3 separate regions of the Zea mays genome follow, and regions 1 and 2 are each linked to region 3. The links are chromatin contacts, called in public Hi-C maps. All regions are on one chromosome and are shown on one strand. The core of a region is the stretch at or near the end of the contact, and the rest is flanking DNA. Distances in the headings are between cores, read along the strand shown. Region 1 holds the start of LOC100281022. Region 2 holds the start of LOC103651217 (downstream target of AGL15-4). Region 3 holds the start of LOC100272291.

The links. A called contact is a pair of places that touch in the nucleus more often than the background predicts.
Region 1: a contact with region 3 is called in a Hi-C map of tassel, with 9 times the contacts expected there. The contact joins the promoter of LOC100281022 here to the promoter of LOC100272291 in region 3. A contact is called at or near these places in 15 of 25 Hi-C or Micro-C datasets (bundle sheath, ear, endosperm and 4 more) and 2 of 3 datasets of contacts at active chromatin or transcription factors (leaf and seedling).
Region 2: a contact with region 3 is called in a Hi-C map of endosperm, with 2.3 times the contacts expected there. The contact joins the promoter of LOC103651217 here to the promoter of LOC100272291 in region 3. A contact is called at or near these places in 6 of 25 Hi-C or Micro-C datasets (ear, endosperm, leaf and 2 more).

The regions. Positions count from the first base shown.
Region 1 is chr3:204,267,672-204,270,678 of Zm-B73-REFERENCE-NAM-5.0, reverse strand. It overlaps LOC100281022, which reads left to right and starts at 1,264. Exons shown (of 6, transcript NM_001153941.1): 1 at 1,264-1,398; 2 at 1,596-1,726; 3 at 1,843-1,911; 4 at 2,375-2,446; 5 at 2,555-2,627; 6 at 2,718-3,007. The coding sequence starts at 1,339. The coding sequence ends at 2,774.
Region 2 is chr3:204,189,824-204,192,785 of Zm-B73-REFERENCE-NAM-5.0, reverse strand. It overlaps LOC103651217 (downstream target of AGL15-4), which reads left to right and starts at 1,660. Exons shown (of 3, transcript XM_008676837.3): 1 at 1,660-2,468; 2 at 2,577-2,922. The coding sequence starts at 1,909. It overlaps LOC103651216 (kinesin-like protein KIN-14C), which reads left to right. Exons shown (of 22, transcript XM_008676836.3): 21 at 435-535; 22 at 715-995. The coding sequence ends at 785.
Region 3 is chr3:204,406,017-204,409,170 of Zm-B73-REFERENCE-NAM-5.0, reverse strand. LOC100272291 reads right to left here and starts at 1,723. Exons shown (of 15, transcript NM_001146778.1): 1 at 1,656-1,723; 2 at 1,426-1,557; 3 at 678-765; 4 at 341-382. The coding sequence starts at 1,714. LOC103651221 reads right to left here. Exons shown (of 11, transcript XM_020550478.1): 11 at 3,109-3,154.

The DNA of each region.
Region 1 (3,007 bases), core at 15-2,514, 140 kb after region 3:
CCCTTTTGCAAAAGGCTGTTAGTTTTGCCACGTGGCCCAATGCCCCAAGAGAACATTGGCTTATGACAATTATTCTTTGTCCTGTTCTTTGGCTGAGGCTCAAAGTAAAGCATCTTGGCCCTATTCTAGTTCTCAGTCATTCTCCCAGATTTTATCACCTCATTATGTTTGAACTTTGAGGGGCACAAAAGGCATCTTATTCCAACTTTCCCATTTGTGTGATTACATTCTGTACTAGGATTTGTCACTGGAGAATTTCTTGTGTAGTTTTAGGCTATCTCCAGCAGATCCCATATCCTATCTCCTATTTCAAACTCCTCTCTATAAACAATGTCATCTATGGTTCTGTGTCCCCTATTTTTCACACTCTACTGGAGACAGTCTTAGGATACTGTTTTTTTTATAAAACACACACACAGCAGTATTCTCCAATTCGCTGACCCACAAAACAGCTACAAGGTACCATTATAACTTTATAAGTTAAATATACTGATGTGTAGCAATCTGACTTCAGTGTTGTCTGATTTCTGCATTTTCTTAGAAGGACTAAACGGTCACCTATTGTTTAGGGTGCTTTAGCTTAACTAAATTGCATGATTGGCCCATATTTTCTAGGTTGCCATCTACAGAGTTCTGACTATATGCATTAAGATCATGCCTGAGACTTGTTCACTTGTTCTGATAGTCCATGTCTTTATGTTCTTTTGAGCAATCCAACGTGAGAAAATACGACAGTAGTTACCGTATTAGATCTTAATTATCTTCACCCAAATGTGTTTACTTTTATGTGGGGGTGTCATGTAAAATAATAATACAGTATTGTATCATGTTTTACTTACACCTACAGAAAGCCGTTGGTGTTGTTCAATCAGCTAATTCCATCTTTGATCGGTTTTATTTGGGAAATATATAGCCTGGACGCCATGAAACAGGTTAACTCTTGGTAATTCCTAAAAGTAAGTTCCTATAATGATTATTTATTTGCGATTGTTATACACCAACATATATCTCTTATAAAGAGATACAGGCTCCAAGAATCCGCATCTATTCAAGTCACTCTCCAAAATGTGGATAGCTTGTGCACACCGTGGCAATCAAATCACCAGTGCACGCAGGATGGTCACATTTGCTATCCAGAAACTGGAATATCTAAGTTTTCACTTGTGTTTGGTAGGCAAACAGAAAACTGCCTCCTCCGCTATATAAGCATATGGCCTGCTCAGTTTTCTATATCCATTGCTCCCACCAGTTGATACATGTCTTGTGACTTGTGAAGTGTGTTCCTATCTGCATCACCTTCCTTCGCCTTGCAACCCTTTGGCTAGTTCATTCATACGAATGGATTATTCTAATTTGCGTCGCCAAGCTGCATCCATGAAAAAGACTCTCTTTGATCAGGCATGTATTATACTCGATGTGGATATTTCTAATCAATACTTTATCTTTATGCTTGCACAAGGACCTTTTTCATATGTATAAGCATGCCTGCTTGTGGTCCCATCCATGGCAGACACTGCTACATGCTGTCTTATGGTTTTCAATGTTTTTCTTTGATATGTCGAATGCTGACTCAGTAAGTTTTGTTTCGTCGACAGGGGTACCTAGATGAGCAATTTTGCCAGGTGGAAGACTTGCAGGATGAAGCTAGTCCTAATTTCGCGGAAGAGGTTGTCACTTTGTTTTTCAAGGACTCGGCCAGGCTAATATCAAATGCTGAACAGGCTCTGTAAGTAAAACATGCAGAGCAAGGGAGAAGTGATTTCTTGTTCAGAAAATAAAGAAAATATGATGCAAGCAGAAGTGTTGGACTTGACTGATTAAAATTTTGTGACACTGCTGCAGGGAAAAATACCCCAAAGATTTCAATAGATGGGATGCATACATGCAGCAGCTAAAAGGCAGCTGTTCCAGGTATCTTGGTGCTGCATCTGGATATTTTTTTTAGTTGCATACGATCCATTCTGTGTGACTGATTCATTACAGCACACAAACCTTACTTTATAGTTCTGTGAACAATGAGGACTACTGGGTTTAACTATTGAACATCCTGCAAAGCTGACACTATCATTTTTGAAACAAATACTGCATGCTTCAGCTTCTTAAAAAAAAGTGGGGAAAAAACTGAAGCATATCAATGTCTCACTAATGACATGTCCAGTATGCTTGTACCAAGGTTCTTGGAGGCTTTAAGCTGGTCTGGTATCTCAGAGAAAAAAACTCATATTATGTAGTTCCGTGTACTTCTGTAAACATATATGCCATGGTTCGAATCAGATGTAAAGCAAACATAACTCTGACATTTGAACACATTACCATTGTTTTACATTTATATAAAGTTTACGTGTGTCTGACGATGTTACAAAACTTGATGCAGCATTGGTGCTTCAAGGATGAAGAGTGAGTGCGTGTCATTCCGGGATTACTGCGGACAGGGAAATGTTGAAGGGTCTGTCTCTCTGGCTGCTTAGCTCTTTCAGATTTTTGCCTCATCAGTCATCATGTCAAGAAATGAGAACAGCCATCGTTTACTCCCGTGGATTGTTTTGGCTTGCAGTTGTATGAGATCGTTCCAGAAAGTGAAGAGGGAGCACGGTGCCCTGAGGCAGAAACTAGAGGCCTATTTCCAGGTAATCATCCGCCACACATCTCATCCATGATCCATCGTTCTGTAGCTTGTGTCATGAGCCATGGATCTCAGTTTGTGTTAATACACACAGCTGCTACGACAAGCTGGTCCTGCTGGAGCTGCCACCAGGCCTGGATGTAAGAACTAGGAGTTGCAGGAAAACGGAGTATGACCCAAGAAGATACCTCACTACAACTGACTGGCCCAGTGGCCCTGCTGCGCAGCAATTAGGGGTCAGCATACGAAGCGAAACAAGAGATGATATGCATGGATATGCACAAAACTGTAATAAGAGATTGTTTTTTCAAGAACAAAAAAAAAATCAGAGGAGAGGAAGGGATGGGAACCTTGTGTAGTGAGTTTACAAGCTTTACTGAAAGA
Region 2 (2,962 bases), core at 411-2,910, 220 kb after region 3:
TCCTGGCAGGCTCCTCGACGACTGGACACGGAAAGAAGTAAGAAGGTCCACGAGGCTGTTGTTGTCCTTTTTGTGTCGCCCCACCGACCGTTGACGCTCGAACGTAGACCCATCTCGACTTCGGCTACCTCGACATCCGGGACTATCATCTACATGGAGTGCACAACGGTCTCTACTTTAGCCACAACATTCGCACCCTCACGACACTGCGACCGGGGAGGGGCGGTTTAGCTCGTCGGCTCCTACCTTTGGCTCTTCTCTAGTCTCATTGTTTGCAGTGCTCTTGTTGTGACTGCGGGGGATGTTAGAGTGTGTGTTCCTATATTATCCATGTATGTGAGCTGTTGGCTCTTAGGGTTTCTTGGGTCTATATATGTAACCCTGCTCTATGCAATAGAAGTGTGGAACCTTATTCTCTTACACTAAAATTACAGGCAGAAGGCCCCATCAAGGATAGGCAGGCTGTTTCTCACAAAGAATGGGCAGCCTGCAAATTCGAAGCCAAAACCAAGGGAGTCTGCCCTGAAACCGTCAGGTACATTGGAAACGTGAACCACTTTGCATGCTACATGGTAGTAGGCATTGCTGCCCGGTATCACTTCACTGGTATTAAATCAAATCGTGCAGTAGCTGGTCGATGCTTTCGCAATTTGCGAGCATCGCTAGGCATGATGCGATCCCATGACATCGATCAACGCTCGTATTCGTTTACAGGTCGCACGACATCTACAGGAAGCCAGGCGACAGGAGGAGGATCTTCAGTGAAACCCCCGAAGAGGCGGTAGAGAAATAAAGAGCATCTGGGGTTTGTCATGTTGATGGCTGATGCAATGCGTGGGCGTTTGTAAACCGACTCGGAGATTGCGCTGCTGAAACACTACGGTCAACGGGTTGGTGCGATGCAAGGGTATGTCACTGTAACGGTTTCACTTGTAAACGGTCTGTTGAGTATGATGGTGAGCAGCCGGCTTTTGGTGGGAAATGTTGTTGCGACAGCGCCGTTGCGTTTTGAGTTCAGCCGGCTCTGCCGACTGCCGAAGTGCCGAGGCCTCAGTCCTGGGCCCTGTCTGCCGAATCTGGCCTTGGCCGCTAGGCGCTAGCATCAGGCGAGAAACGAAAAGCTCGGGATAGCTTCAGATCAAACAGCAGCTTCACTCTACAGAAAGCTTGACAAACCAGCTTCGTTTTAAAGAAAGTTTGCCAAACGGTAAGCTGAGCTTCACGAACTCTGGATTTGCCGAAACAATAGATCTAAAACTTCATAATAATAATAATAATAATAATAATAATAATAATAATAATAATAATAATAATAATAATAATAATAATAATATATTCCAGAACGAAAAAGACTGCGAATATTCCATAATAATAATAATATAAATTAAATAAAGAAGTAAAATGCACGTACAGTCGCACAGGATGGTGCAAGCAGAACTGAACGAACCAAAGCAGCTCAACGAAAACCAAAAGCGCTAATATGTGTTCCAGAACATCTTTAACAGAACGCAGAACAACATAACGATATTCGGACGGACGGTACACAGATACAGTTGGATCAGCCCCTGGCTGGCACAATGATGCTGCATCATGCCACCCCCTCCCCCCTCTTTCGAGCTGTCATCTGCCGACTGCCTTCCCTTGTCCCTCTTTACCGCACAAAGGAAGCGAACCAAACAAGCTTGGAGCCCCACTTCAAAGCCCATTTTGGTCGTCCTTGGCCACCACCACCACGCACGCTCGTGTCCCTAGGATGAACTCAAATTCACTAGAAACTGGTAGGATTTGGCTGGCACGGTGGCACCTCTTGTATTCGAAGTTCAGCCGAGCCGTGTGTGTATACATGACCACGACCTACTAGAGGAGGCGGTAGAGCGCCATGAGCTAACAACCCAAGCAGAACCACTCATGTCTACTGCGTCCTTTGTCACCTACCTTCAGCGGCCCCGGGAGCTGCCGGCGCCGGAGTTCCGGGCGCCGCCGCCGTCCCCGGTCACCGGCGTTCTGACCGGCAGCAGCAGCTCGGGGTCGTCCGGGTACGGCGAGTGCCAGGATGACGACGACATCGGCAGGTTCCTGCGCTGCTCCGCCAGGGTCCCAGTGCTGCGCCTGCCGGAGGGGCCCAGGCCCGGCCCACGGAGAAACAAAAACAAGACGGTGGCGGCCTGGGCGCCGCCTGTCGTCGACATGCGCCTGCTTGACCCGGTGCCGTCGGGGGATGGAGGGTCCGCGGTGGAGGCAATGAGGGCGGCCGCCGTCGCGTTTGGGTGCTTCCAGATGGTCGGACACGGGGTCCACGCGAGCTTGCTGTCGGCAGCGTCGCGTGCTGCCAAGTCCAGAAGATCGCCGGCGTTGGAGACGGAGGGGATGCGAGCAGGAGACGAGGACGAGCTGTGGTGGCTGCGGGGCGAAGGAGACCAAGAAATGGCGGGAACTCAGCCGTTGCGAAATGGCCCCAACCAATTCAGGTACGGACTTCCCATGTCAGTAGAAAAACTCAGGTAAAGGTTAGGTCGGTAATACGTGTCGCGAATTCACAACGTATCGACACGCCTCTGGATTTTGCTGGGTCGCAGGAACGAAGCAGACGATTTGTTTACCCAACTTGAGCAGGCTTCAACCAAGCTCCTGCACGCCTTGCAGCACGCCAGTAGTGCAGCAGCTGAATCGTTGCCTAAAGCTGAAGCGAACGGCTCGCTTCTCTGCATCCGCAAGCACCGACTCGGCGGCAGCAGCGCGTCCGGTCCGATCAGTCAAGATGACGTCCTGCGGATGCTGGTACGGAGCTCGCGGTGCTCCCGCGCTCTCGCCCTCCATCTCTGCCCCGGCGCGTCGGCGTTCCACGTCTTCTCGCGGCGAGGCTGGTCCAGGTTCTCGCCCCTCGACGGCGCCCTCGTCGTCACCGTCGGTGACCAACTACAGGTAATAAATGCATCTTGCCATAAAACTCAGAAATTGCAAT
Region 3 (3,154 bases), core at 474-2,973:
GCAATATCATTACAAAAATCAATTATGAAATAAACAGAACAAGAACATAAGCAGCTTCTTATTCTTCAAATACTCCCGCCAGGTGACAACATAGTTTGAATATACAACATGGACAACACTTAGCTAACATCATAAGATTGAAAGAATCTCATGTATTACACAAATACCATGCAGCATATGTGAAAGAGATATTTAAGAAAGTAAGTTAATAGGAAGGCTGTAATTTTTCTAAGGACACCAGAACAGGGTACAAGCTTTCATCTCAATTTATCAAGCTGTAAAACTAATACAATTATTATGCTCCTGTTGTAAGATGGATATATCCTAAGAAAGAACTTACTGCATGAAGATCCACGATGAAAAAGAATGTCTCATATGAATCCTGCACAGAAGTGACATAAATGAAGATATAACGAGCAAGGGATGGATCAACACTGGATAAGTTCCCTACTTTGTAGTTACCTCTTGAATATAGTTCAATTTCAATATGGAAGAAAAAATATCATAACTGAAAAGGCCTTGCTACTGAACAAACTGTTTCTTGACTAATACTCTGAATCTCTGATTGTTTTCAATTTTCATTCCTTTCAAGTTCTTTTTAGTTCTCTACCACTTAAGCAAAGCCTATACACTGCAATTCAAAGGAACTTGTACTTTCAAAGCAACACATGTAATACCTGAAGTGCAACCCAATTCTTAATTGCCCCTAGATAATTTCCAAGGTGAACCGATCCTGTTGGCTGTACACCAGAAACTACTCTTTTCCTGCAACAGTGAACACAGTGTTCGGTTTAGAGAAAAGAGAGTAAAAAGATTTATCAGAACCAAATCATAACCTTAACATGAATTCATTATATAACTAATTAACTATGAGCCATCACGGAAATAGACAACATCATTATGGATAACTAAAAGTTCATAAAGAAATCCTCCCCATCCAAACAGGCCATATGGAAACTTTCTGTGACACATAAGCAAATTTTAGTAACTATGAGCCATCATGGAAATAGACACCATCATTATGGATAAATAAAAGTTCCTAGAGAAATCCTCCTCATACAAACAGTTTCCTCTAACCAACCACGACTGCAAGCAGCAAGTAGAATGCATTCTACAGCAATTCAATTCTAGCATTGATCGCTATTAAAAAAAATCTAGCATTGATCAATTGCAGAATTCCAAAACATCACAAACCCTATATATCCAATGAAGGTATACCCGAAAGCATCAACATCTGGACAAACTCAGAGCCTTACGCCATTGCATTAAAATGTCCTCTATAGTGAATTAGCCACACTAAAATGCAGGTCCACGAGCGATTTTCCCAAAGGTGACGTGCTAAAAGCCAAACTGCCACACAAACCCGAAAATACGCAAGAAAGCATTACGTCGAACACCACACTGACAGGGAGGCGCTGAACTTACTTCCTTGCCTGAGGAGCAGGCGCCTCCTCGGTGGGGCCGGGAACGGCTTCAACCGCGCTGCAATTGAGACGACGGAGTGGGTGGATGCCAGAAGCGAGCACTCCTCCTCGGGCACCAACGCCACTCCTTAAGCTACGTCGCCAAACGGCGGGGGAAAAACAGAAGATGCAGCGTCAACGGCGAGTAAAAAGATATATAAGCGGCTAAGGTTTGAGCAGAGCGTGCCGTACCAGGTGTACGCGAAGTGCGGCGGACGGTGGAGGACGTGGGAGAGGAGCGCGCGGCTCATGGCGTCGTCCCCGTGCTACGCTACCCTTCGGATTTGGCTGCACGGCTTTGGTTGGAGAAGCCGCGAGCGGACGGCGCGTGTTTGGACCGACGTGTGTGTGTTCGGCGATGGCGAGCCCAGGCAGGGTGGGCCGCGTAAAACAGGTCGGGTGGAATGGAACCGGACGGTGCAGATCCAGCCCAACCCAACAGGCATTCTAGAGCCAGCCTACCGCGGGGTAAGACCGTAAGAGACGCCCGTGTGTGGGATGAAAACAAGACCGATACATAGTCATTTTATATCTTATCCTAATGTATTTCTCTTTAATACGAGATCGGATACATGTAGTTAAGATTCGTGACAGATACATAACAGAACCGGGTAATAATTCGGACGGGTAAGAAACGGATAACATATACTACTCGGGTAGGTAACGGATAATTGTCGGTTAGTTCGTCCGATGATATTAATTGTCCAATCATCCATAAGTTAAGCAATACATAATCATGTATATGATAGATCAAATGTAAGAAAGGAAACCGATAAAATTGACATCATGCACTTCAAAGTTACTTATCACAAGGACATTGTAGAATCAACACCGCAATATTTTAAAATCATAAAATATTCTAGTTTCACTCAAAAATTGCAAATAAGTTACAAAAACTAATAAACATTTTATACGAAGATAACTCAAGTCCTCATATGAAAATGATAAAATAAAGTACTAATTATATTGAAACTTGGATACTTACACTGATTTCATAGGTAACTCATACAAATAAGTGAAAGTGAAATGGAAGAAACACATGCATCTTATAGATCTTATGATCCAAACATTTTTATGGTTACATATGGACATATGTTGTGTCTTCGTAAAATTTCACGATTTTTTGAGGCTATTTATGTATTATTAATTTCTTGTCATATAAAATCATTAAAATACAATTGAATCCTTAAAATATTGTAGTATCGACCGAAAATACAAATAAGTCATCAATACTAATAAATAGTCTATAAAAATATAACATTAAGTTCCCACGTGGAGATAACCTTAACCCCCCACATAAAATGATAAAGTCTATTAATTTGATATAATTTTAGACATTATTTCAATTATTTTGGTCTCAAGATATGTTTAAAAAAATTGATGTATTACAAAGTTATAGATCTCTTCAAGTTTTGCAATTTTCATATAAACTTTATTTTCATTCGGTTTCATATGTAAAAGTTATGATTTTATAACTATATTACGCAAAAAAAAACAGGTACCCGAATTCTGGTTACCTGTATCCGACCCGAATATCCGGGTATTTTCCGGGTAGTTCTTGCTCTGTATCCGACCCGAATCCGAAGCTACAGTATCCGGGTATTTACACGTATCCGTCCCGAATATAAAACTACCCGAATCCGTATCCAAAAAAACGGGTATTTGCACTACTCATATCCGGTACCCCAACG